Linked DNA regions of Mus musculus: region 2 is linked to region 1. Evidence: chromatin contacts called from public HiChIP or PLAC-seq data. All regions are on one chromosome and are shown on one strand. Each heading gives the region's core, a stretch centred on a gene start, on an enhancer-like site or on the middle of the called end of the contact. The rest is flanking DNA. Distances are from core to core; before and after follow the strand shown.

Region 1 (4,124 bases), core at 59-2,558:
TAGGAGGCAGGCATGGTGGTACATGCCCGAGTCCTAGTTTCATTCTGTTGCTGTGATTTAAAAAAGAATCTGACCAAGAGCAACTTAAGAGAGGAAAAGGTTATTTCATCTCACCCTTCCAGGCACAACCCATCACAGACAGAAGTCAGAGCAGGCGCTCTAGACAGGAATAGAAACCATGAAGGGATTTTACTTGCTGACTTTCTCAGGCTCATGGTCAGCTAGCCCAGGGAATAGTTCTGCTCACAGTGGACTAGGCCCTCTTACATCTAATGTCAATCAAGACAATTCCTCATACATATGCCTACCAACTGATAAAGACAATTCACCCATCCTGGCTTTCCTGTCAGACAACTTTAGGCTGTATCAAGTTGTCAGTTAAAGCTAACTAGGATGGTTTCTAATCCCAGCTCCTGGGAAGTGAAAGCAGAAAGAACAAGAGTTGGAGGTCCTTCTCAACTTTGTAGGGAGTTTGAGGCTAGTCTGAGCTACATGAGACCTGATCTCAAAAACAAAAGGTGGAGAGATGACTCAGCAGTTAAGAGGGCTTATGGTTCATTCAGAAATCGAGTTCAGATCCCTGCAACACCAGTGAGACAGAGAGAGAGAGAGAGCGAGGGAGAGAGAGAGAACAGACACGCACAAAAAAAATCTTTAAACAAACCATAGACGCCTTAGCAAGGCCCTAGGAATGAGCCTGGCTTGAGAGACTTGACATCTGAGATTAGGGCTGGCTTCTGAGGCCTGGCTCCTTGCTTGGTCTTCTCCCTGTGTCTGCTCAGGATCTTCTTGTTCTGTGCAGCCTAATCTCCTCGCTTACGTTGGGTTAGGCCTCACTGTACTGACATTACTTAATTACCTCTTCGAGATTCTAGCTTCAAGTGCAGCCATTTCTGAAGTACCTAGGATTGCAACGTCAACCCTGGGATTTTGAGAAACACAGTTTGACCTCAAGACATCACCAAGCCAATTTCAGGTCAATTTACTCATGCATTTCATCATTGTTTTTCATGATTGTTTACTTTTACATTTTCGAGGTTATTGTAGCACTCTACAATTGGCTTCTATATTGAGTTAAGCCAAGCCTTTAGTATATGTTCACTTCAATTTCTGTATAGCAGTCATGACTGTATCTCTATTTGAAGGATAGCTAGGCACAACAGCCTAACATATCCCTATGAGGTCACAGAAGCCACGGCTTACTTTTGAAATCTTATTCCAAAGCAGAAGTTCTTAGCTCTCTCTTTCTGTTCTCATGAGACACACAGCAAAAACAAGAGCCCTTCAACAGAAGGGTAGAGGTTGGGGATAGTTGGTGACCACAGAAGACAGTCAGCATTTCCCAGAGGTCTTGGGTGAGGTGCATGTGGCCAGCTGACAGTTGTATATTTTTAAACTGGCCTGCCCCTCTGCCTTGCCAGCTGTCTAGTCCTTTCCTGCTGCTAGTCCCTACACGTAGCAAGAAAAGCAGTTGGGGTGAAGAAAGCAAGGGGGGAGAAAGCCAGGAGCCAAAAATACAAGGAAGATGTCAGTGGCTCATCCACTAGGAGTGCAAAGTGTGCAGAGCCCCAGGGCCGTGGTGTAAGCTGCATTCCAGGCACACCCAAGGCAGGTGTGGTTCCTGGGTCTGCTAAGCTTCAAACAAAAAAACCGCAGGGCGACCAGCTAAAGTAGAGTAGCAAGGAAACAATGAATGAGGCTTTTCTGTGTGTGTGAAATGTTGCATGGGTCACACTTAGAGAAAAAAAAAAGCCCTTCATACATAGATCAAGTAAGATTCAAGTTCAGTGCAAATGCAGAGGACGTTAATCCAGTTCTGGCACTGTGCCCTGTGGGAAGCCAGTCCTTGCATGCAGTTTCTCAGTGTTATGGTAGTGTGTGTGTGTGTGTGTGTGTGTGTGTGTGTGTGTGTATGTGTGTGATGTAGTTATCCATTCATCTGTGCATGTGAGTGGGCACATGCAGAGTTCAGAGGTGATCCTTTGAGAGCAGTTTCTTTCCTTCTGGGGATTGAACTCTGGTCACCATGTTTGGCAGCAAGCACCTTTACCTGCTGTGCCATTACGCCACCCCCATGCCCCCCAGCTTCTGGCTATTTTAACGGCAAATCCACTGGCATGGTTTCTTTCTTTCTTTTTTTTTTCCTAAAGGAAGTTGTCTGGTTGGTGCGACTGACCTCTCCTACTGCCAATGCTTTGGGCAGAGCCCGTCTAAGAGCGCATGCTTCATGGTAGGTGTGACACTTGGTCTAAGAGCACACGCTTCATGGTAGGCAGGGACTCGGAGCTTTTGAGGACACCACCTCCATGCTTCCAGCCACACTGCAAAGACCTGCTGCCAGCATTTTCACAGAGGAAGAGTGCAATGCTACAGAAGTTTGCTACCTGCCCCAAGACTGAGAAAGAGCTAAAATAAAGCCAAGTCTTTCTGACAGGGCTTGGGCACCCTAAGTCTGTGCATCTTTCTTAAAATATCTTCCATGGAGGAAGGGGCGGGGCTCAGCTTATAGGGTGCCTGCCTGGCATGCTCAAGGCTCTGGGCTCAACCCCCAGGACCACCTAATCTGGTCACGGTGGGACATGATAACTTAGGAGGTGGAAGCAGGAAGAGGATTATAAGGTTCTCGCCTGATTCACAGAAAATTAGACACCTGTTTCTTGGGCTGAGACCATGTCTAAACAAACAAAATAACAACAACGACAACAACACATCTTCTACAGATCAGACTTATTGGGCTAAGAGCAAATAAATGCTTGTTTTGAGACAAGGTCCCGTGTACTTGCTATCCAGTGTGAATAATCTTGAACTGTGTTGAGTTTAATCCATCCCAGGCTGGCCTGGGAATCACTATAGAGCTGAGAATGACCTTGAACGTCCAACCTACCCATCTTTGCAAGTGTTTGTATTACAGGCTTCCACCACTGTGCCTAGCTTCTCCATCGCTGGAAAGAACTCCCGCCGTAAACTCAGCTGCATTCTCAGTCCTTGTTCCTGGACTTCCAATTCTTCTGTTTCCAGCTCCCAAGTACTGGTGTGCCACTGTGTATCCTTTACTCAGTGTCGGGAATTGAACTCAGGGCTTTGGGCAGCCTAGGAAGACACTAGCGTAACCGAGCGATAGCCTCAGCCTCTGGTTTTTGTTTTTGTTGTTTGAGACAGGGTTTCGTGAAATCAGAACTAGCCTGGAATACCTGAGCCACCTGTTTCCTTTTTCCAAGTGCTGCTATTAAAGGTCTGCACAGCCAATCACAGCTTTACTGCATTAAAAACAACAACAACAACAACAACAAAAACCAACAAAACAAAACATTAATTTATCTTCTCACAGTTCCTCTTCCCAGTTTTAATAATTTGAGGATTTTATATATGAATACTATATTTACACCTTTTCCACCTTCTCTTGTCCTCCTGTGTCTTTCCTGTACCCTCTCAAACTCATGAGACCTTCTATAATTTAAAAGTAGTTTCTCACACACACACACACACACACACACACACACACACACACACTACTGAATCAAGTTACTGTTGCCTACATATAGGGCTGTTTAGGGCTGACTGGGAACCCTATCATAGGGCTCATTCCTTAAAACACCCTATTCTTCCCCTCTTTCAACAGCCATTTACTACCTCCAGCTCTTTTTCTAAGCATGGAGCCTTGTGAGATTCCCCACCACCACCACCCCCGCCCCCCCCAACGTGCCCCCTCTACCTTGGCATGTTGACTGGCATGTGTGGTCTTGTGTAAGCAACCATGTCATTGGAGTTCATGGGTGCAGCTTCCCTGCCACACCCAAAAGTCGCCATCTTACAGGAGACGTCCTGGTCCTCTGGCTCTTTCAATCTTTCTGTCCCCTCCTCTGAGATGTTCCGCGAGGTTTAAGCAAAGGAGTTGTGTTCTAGATGTTCCCGTTGGGGCTGAGCGCCCAGTGAGCATTTACTTTGTGTCGTTTGGTCAGCTGTGGATCTCAGCCGTAGCCCCCATCTACTGCAAAAGATGTTCCTTGAATGAGGGATGGAAGCTGCACTTGGGTGAATGGGTCTGTGTGTGTGTGTGTGTGTGTGTGTGTGTGTGTGCATGTGCGCGTGTACGTGCTTACACATGCGGGTTCGTGTATACACAA
Region 2 (4,426 bases), core at 551-3,050, 120 kb before region 1:
TGACGTGGGGGTGTCTGTAGCTGTCCATTGTATAACCTCAGTACGTCATCCTCAGGGTATTCACATTTGACCATGCGGTGCCATGTTAACAGATTCTCTTGAGAATATATGTGGCAGCGCCAAAGAGTAGACTAGAGATAACTGATGCCCCACGTGAGAAACAGATTGTCCCCTGTGTGCCTCAGCATTCCTGAGCACCCCTAAATTAACAACAGCCCCGTGGCCCCATAAGAGTTTAACGTTAACAAAGAGTTGGGGGGGTCTGAACCTTTTTCATGTGGACTAAAACTTGTAATAAATACCAGTATTCTTTCTGACAGTTTATTAGCAGGGCAGGGATTGGTGGGTGAGTGGTTTCCGTTTTTTGTTTTGTTTGTTGTTTTAATTCTCAAGGTTGGCCTTGAACTCCCGATTCTCCTCCTGCACTCCTAGTGCTGTGTTGAGAGCCTGCACCACCATGTCCAGCCCTGTACCCTGAGTAAGCATGCCGTTCTTTAAAGGGCAGGGGCCATAATTTGAATTTCCCTTTCTAACTCCCATGATTCAGAATAAACAATGCCTAAAACCATTATGGTTCCTTTCTACTCCACGTCCATGCCTGCTACTAAGCTCCTCTGCAAGCTTTCCTCGCAGTGAGTCTTTTGGGTGATTTGATATTCTTAAATAACCAACCATTACTTTCATCTTAATTTTCATATGCATCTTCACCTGAAGTTCCATCTTTTTTTTTTTCTTTTTTTTGGCTCGGTGTGTTTTCTTATTTTTGTTGGTCTCCATCACAGATGGGATTTTTTTCACTGGTAATTCCTCAGAACTAAATCCATTCATAGGGAATTCAGAGCAGTGAAAATAAATTTCACGCCTTAGAGTGGGGAATGGTAACAATAAAAAGGAGCCAAGGGATCTTGGAAGAAGACTAGCCCAGCTCAGTTCTCCACTGGTGGTGGGGTTTGCACAGGCTGGCTCACATAACCTGCACCGCAGTCCTTAGGGATCTTCAGCTCCTCCGGCTTCCTCCTATCAGTGAGAGACCTGCCAGAGAAGAACCACCGCTGGTTGCCTGGCACCACACTCTCCGGCAGGTAAGTGCCCCGTCATGTGAAACACTGTGTCTGTGTGCGGACCACAAGCTTGAGGTCTTTGCCTGGGCAGAGCCTCAGATGGAGCTGATGCGTGTCCAGAATTGGGAGGTGGCTCGGGAACATCCAGAGTCTCCATGTCACTCTCTTCCTCCACCGTGCTGATTGGTGGTGCCAGGCAATAGACTGGCAGCGGGTACCGGTTGCCCAGCTCATCGTAGCACTCTGTCAGGGCACTGTGTGGTAGTGTTATGTTTGCACCATCAATGATTGCCTGTGCCAATTCATGATCATTGCTTTCAAAAGCCTGTGCAGTGGCCTTCAAAGCATCCCAGATCTCCTTTCCGGCCTTCAAAAGCTGGTGCAGTGTCCCGGAATTCATCCCTCTTGCTGCACAGTTGTCCATCTGTTAGAGGATAGTCGGTTTTCCATTCTGGTTTCTCCTTTTTCAAAGGCTGGTTTATGATCTAGAGCAACTCCCATGCGGGAGGAGTCTGGGCTGCTGGGCGCCCACGCACCCGTCCCTGGGGCCGCGGCCGCCACCAAAGGGTGCTCGTCCCACCGCCTCGCCCAGCCCTTTCCTCCGTGCCCACTTCTACCTCAGCCCCCGGCCACCTGGCCCGCAGACCCGGCCCGCGTGCTTTCCTCAGCTCCCGCTCGACCCCGCCAGGCCGGACTTGGACCATCCCGGGCGGGCCGCAGCAAACGCTCCTCCCATGCTTCCCCACGCCCCCGCGTCTAGGCCCCAGCACTGCTGCCGCTGCTGCCAGGCAGCCAGGCTCCACTGTCCCCTTCCTCTGAAGTTACATCATTGGTTACTGTTTTAGTTCCATCCAGAGTTTCAGCACCAAATGTAAGGTGCAGTAAAACCACTGAACTGGACTATCTGGGGAGAAAGAAAGGTTCATTGGGAACCAAAGAAGCAAAATGGTGGCAGAGCAAGAGGTTTTTATATGCCAGTCAACAGAGTGGTCCTTGGGCTGATACAGACTGTTCATGTTGACAGGGAACTAGGTCCCTTACCCAGGGTAGTTGACCTTTGGGGGCAAGATTAAGAGAGGTTCCTCGTTAGCAGAAACCCACCTTTAAGCCTCAACCCAGCCAAAATCCTATCTCAGACATTGGCCTCGGCACTGCCATTTTGAGGAGCAGCTTTAAGCTATCAGTGACTAAAAAGCTCATGCCTTAAAATGTTGCATCATAGCCAGACAGTGGTGGCGCACGCCTTTAATCCCAGCACTTGAGAGGCAGAGGCAGGTAGATTTCTGAGTTCGAGGCCAGCCTGGTCTATAGAGTGAGTTCCAGGACAGCCAGGGCTATACAGAGAAATCCTGTCTCAAAAAAAAAAAAAAAAAAAAAAAAAAAAAAAAGGAAAGGAAGAGGAAGGAGGAGGAGGAGGAGGGGGAGGAACAGCTATATGCAACAGACTGATAGCTAGCTATGCACTAAGTGGGGAAATCGGGGTGAGGTAAACATGTCTGCTTTCTACTTTTGCTTCAGAAATGGTGCTTAAAACACCATTGGCCAGAGCAATAAGATGGACTGAAGGGAAAATCAATAAGAAAAAATTAAGTCAGATGAAGACATTAGAAAATTTAAAAAACTAAACAAAAACCTCCCAATAGTCATGGATCAGAATTGCTGTTGTATAAATGAACATATTACTGAAAGTAATTCACATACTCAGAATTTCAATGAGATTCTTTCCAGAAGTAGAAAAAAAAAAAAAAAAAACCCAAAGTGTAAACGGAAGTTTCCAAATAGCCAAAGCAGTGTGAAGCTAGGAGAAGCAGGACTGCAGAAACAGCGCCCCATTTCCCTGTCTACAACTGAGCTGTAGGACGGAGCCTGGGGCTCCAAGCCAGCGTGGAGCTTGGCACAAAGCACAAGTGTACACCAATGCGACAGAGGGCTCAAAGGTAAACGCATGCAATTATAACCCTATGATTGTTAACAAAGATGCCAAAAACCTTAGAGAAAAGGCAAGTTCCATGCTGGGCAAACTGCACAGCAGAAGCCCAAGTGTGAGACTTGAGAACCGCATGGCACCTAGTGAGTGCCTCCGTCCTCAGAGGGAGGTGCTTTTCCCTAAGGGAAAGCAGTTCCTGGGTCAGCCTTCGCAGGAGTCTTACCCACAGCCCAGCTCAAAGCCACCATCAGACATGACACGCCCCAGAAGTGTTCCTCTGAGGTTTGAGTGGGCCCAATGGGAAGTGTGGAGGATAACCACACCAGTCAGTCATCTGTACCTGAGCACACCAGTCATCTGTACCCTGGGCACACCAGTCATCTGTACCCTGGGCACACCAGTCATCTGTACCCTGGGCACACCAGTCATCTGTACCCTGGGCACACCAGTCATCTGTACCCTGGGCACACCAGTCATCTGTACCCTGGGCACACCAGTCATCTGTACCCTGGGCACACCAGTCATCTGTACCCTGGGCACACCAGTCATCTGTACCTGAGCACACCAGTCATCTGTACCTGGGCACACCAGTCATCTGTACCTGGGCACACCAGTCATCTGTACCTGAGCACACCAGTCATCTGTACCCTGGGCACACCAGTCATCTGTACCTGGGCACACCAGTCATCTGTACCCTGGGCACACCAGTCATCTGTACCTGGGCACACCAGTCATCTGTACCCTGGGCACACCAGTCATCTGTACCTGAGCACACCAGTCATCTGTACCCTGGGCACACCAGTCATCTGTACCTGGGCACACCAGTCATCTGTATCTGAGCACACCAGTCATCTGTACCCTGGGCACACCAGTCATCTGTATCTGAGCACACCAGTCATCTGTACCCTGGGCACACCAGTCATCTGTACCTGAGCACACCAGTCATCTGTACCTGGGCACACCAGTCATCTGTACCTGGGCACACCAGTCATCTGTACCTGGGCACACCAGTCATCTGTACCCTGGGCACACCAGTCATCTGTACCTGGGCACACCAGTCATCTGTACCCTGGGCACACCAGTCATCTGTACCCTGGGCACACCAGTCATCTGTACCCTGGGCACAGGCCAGAACCCCAGGTGACAGCTCTGGGCCTTGGTCTCTAAGGTGAGCCCTGCTATGAGTTCCAGAACAGGGCACTATGCCACAACGAGGCTGTCATCCTTGGCCTCGGGCTGCAAACTGGGAAGCAGCCCTCACACAAGTTTCCCTACATTCCACTCAGCTCCCTTCTTGATGGGCTTGCTGACCATGCACACTTGTGCCCAGGCCCTCAGTCAGAATCCACTTGTTGACAACACTTTATTCACTACCAGGGCCTTCCCTGAGCTCCGAGAATCCACCAGCCTGTGAACACCCTCCCAGACCACCTGAACA

The links. HiChIP or PLAC-seq counts read pairs in DNA pulled down with a chosen protein or histone mark.
Region 2: an H3K27ac HiChIP or PLAC-seq map of microglia shows a contact between it and region 1, with 6 times the contacts expected there. The contact joins two enhancer-like sites. A contact is called at or near these places in 3 of 484 Hi-C or Micro-C datasets (cerebral cortex and uterus), 2 of 115 datasets of contacts at active chromatin or transcription factors (embryonic stem cells and microglia) and 3 of 9 other capture datasets (adipose tissue, embryonic stem cells and pancreatic islet).

What each region holds. Positions count from the first base shown.
Region 1 is chr9:96,413,700-96,417,823 of GRCm38.p6, reverse strand. No RefSeq gene overlaps it. Among named protein-coding and RNA genes, the nearest start is that of Gm39409, 19 kb to the right of the region's middle. Within about 2 kb of position 1,308, at least 115 of the 459 cell types and tissues checked have an H3K27ac peak or open chromatin away from gene starts, as enhancers often do. A contact at or near this core is called in microglia and uterus, where this site is marked.
Region 2 is chr9:96,534,360-96,538,785 of GRCm38.p6, reverse strand. It overlaps the pseudogene Gm8495. Among named protein-coding and RNA genes, the nearest start is that of Gm28729, 11 kb to the right of the region's middle. Within about 2 kb of position 1,800, at least 211 of the 459 cell types and tissues checked have an H3K27ac peak or open chromatin away from gene starts, as enhancers often do. A contact at or near this core is called in microglia and uterus, where this site is marked.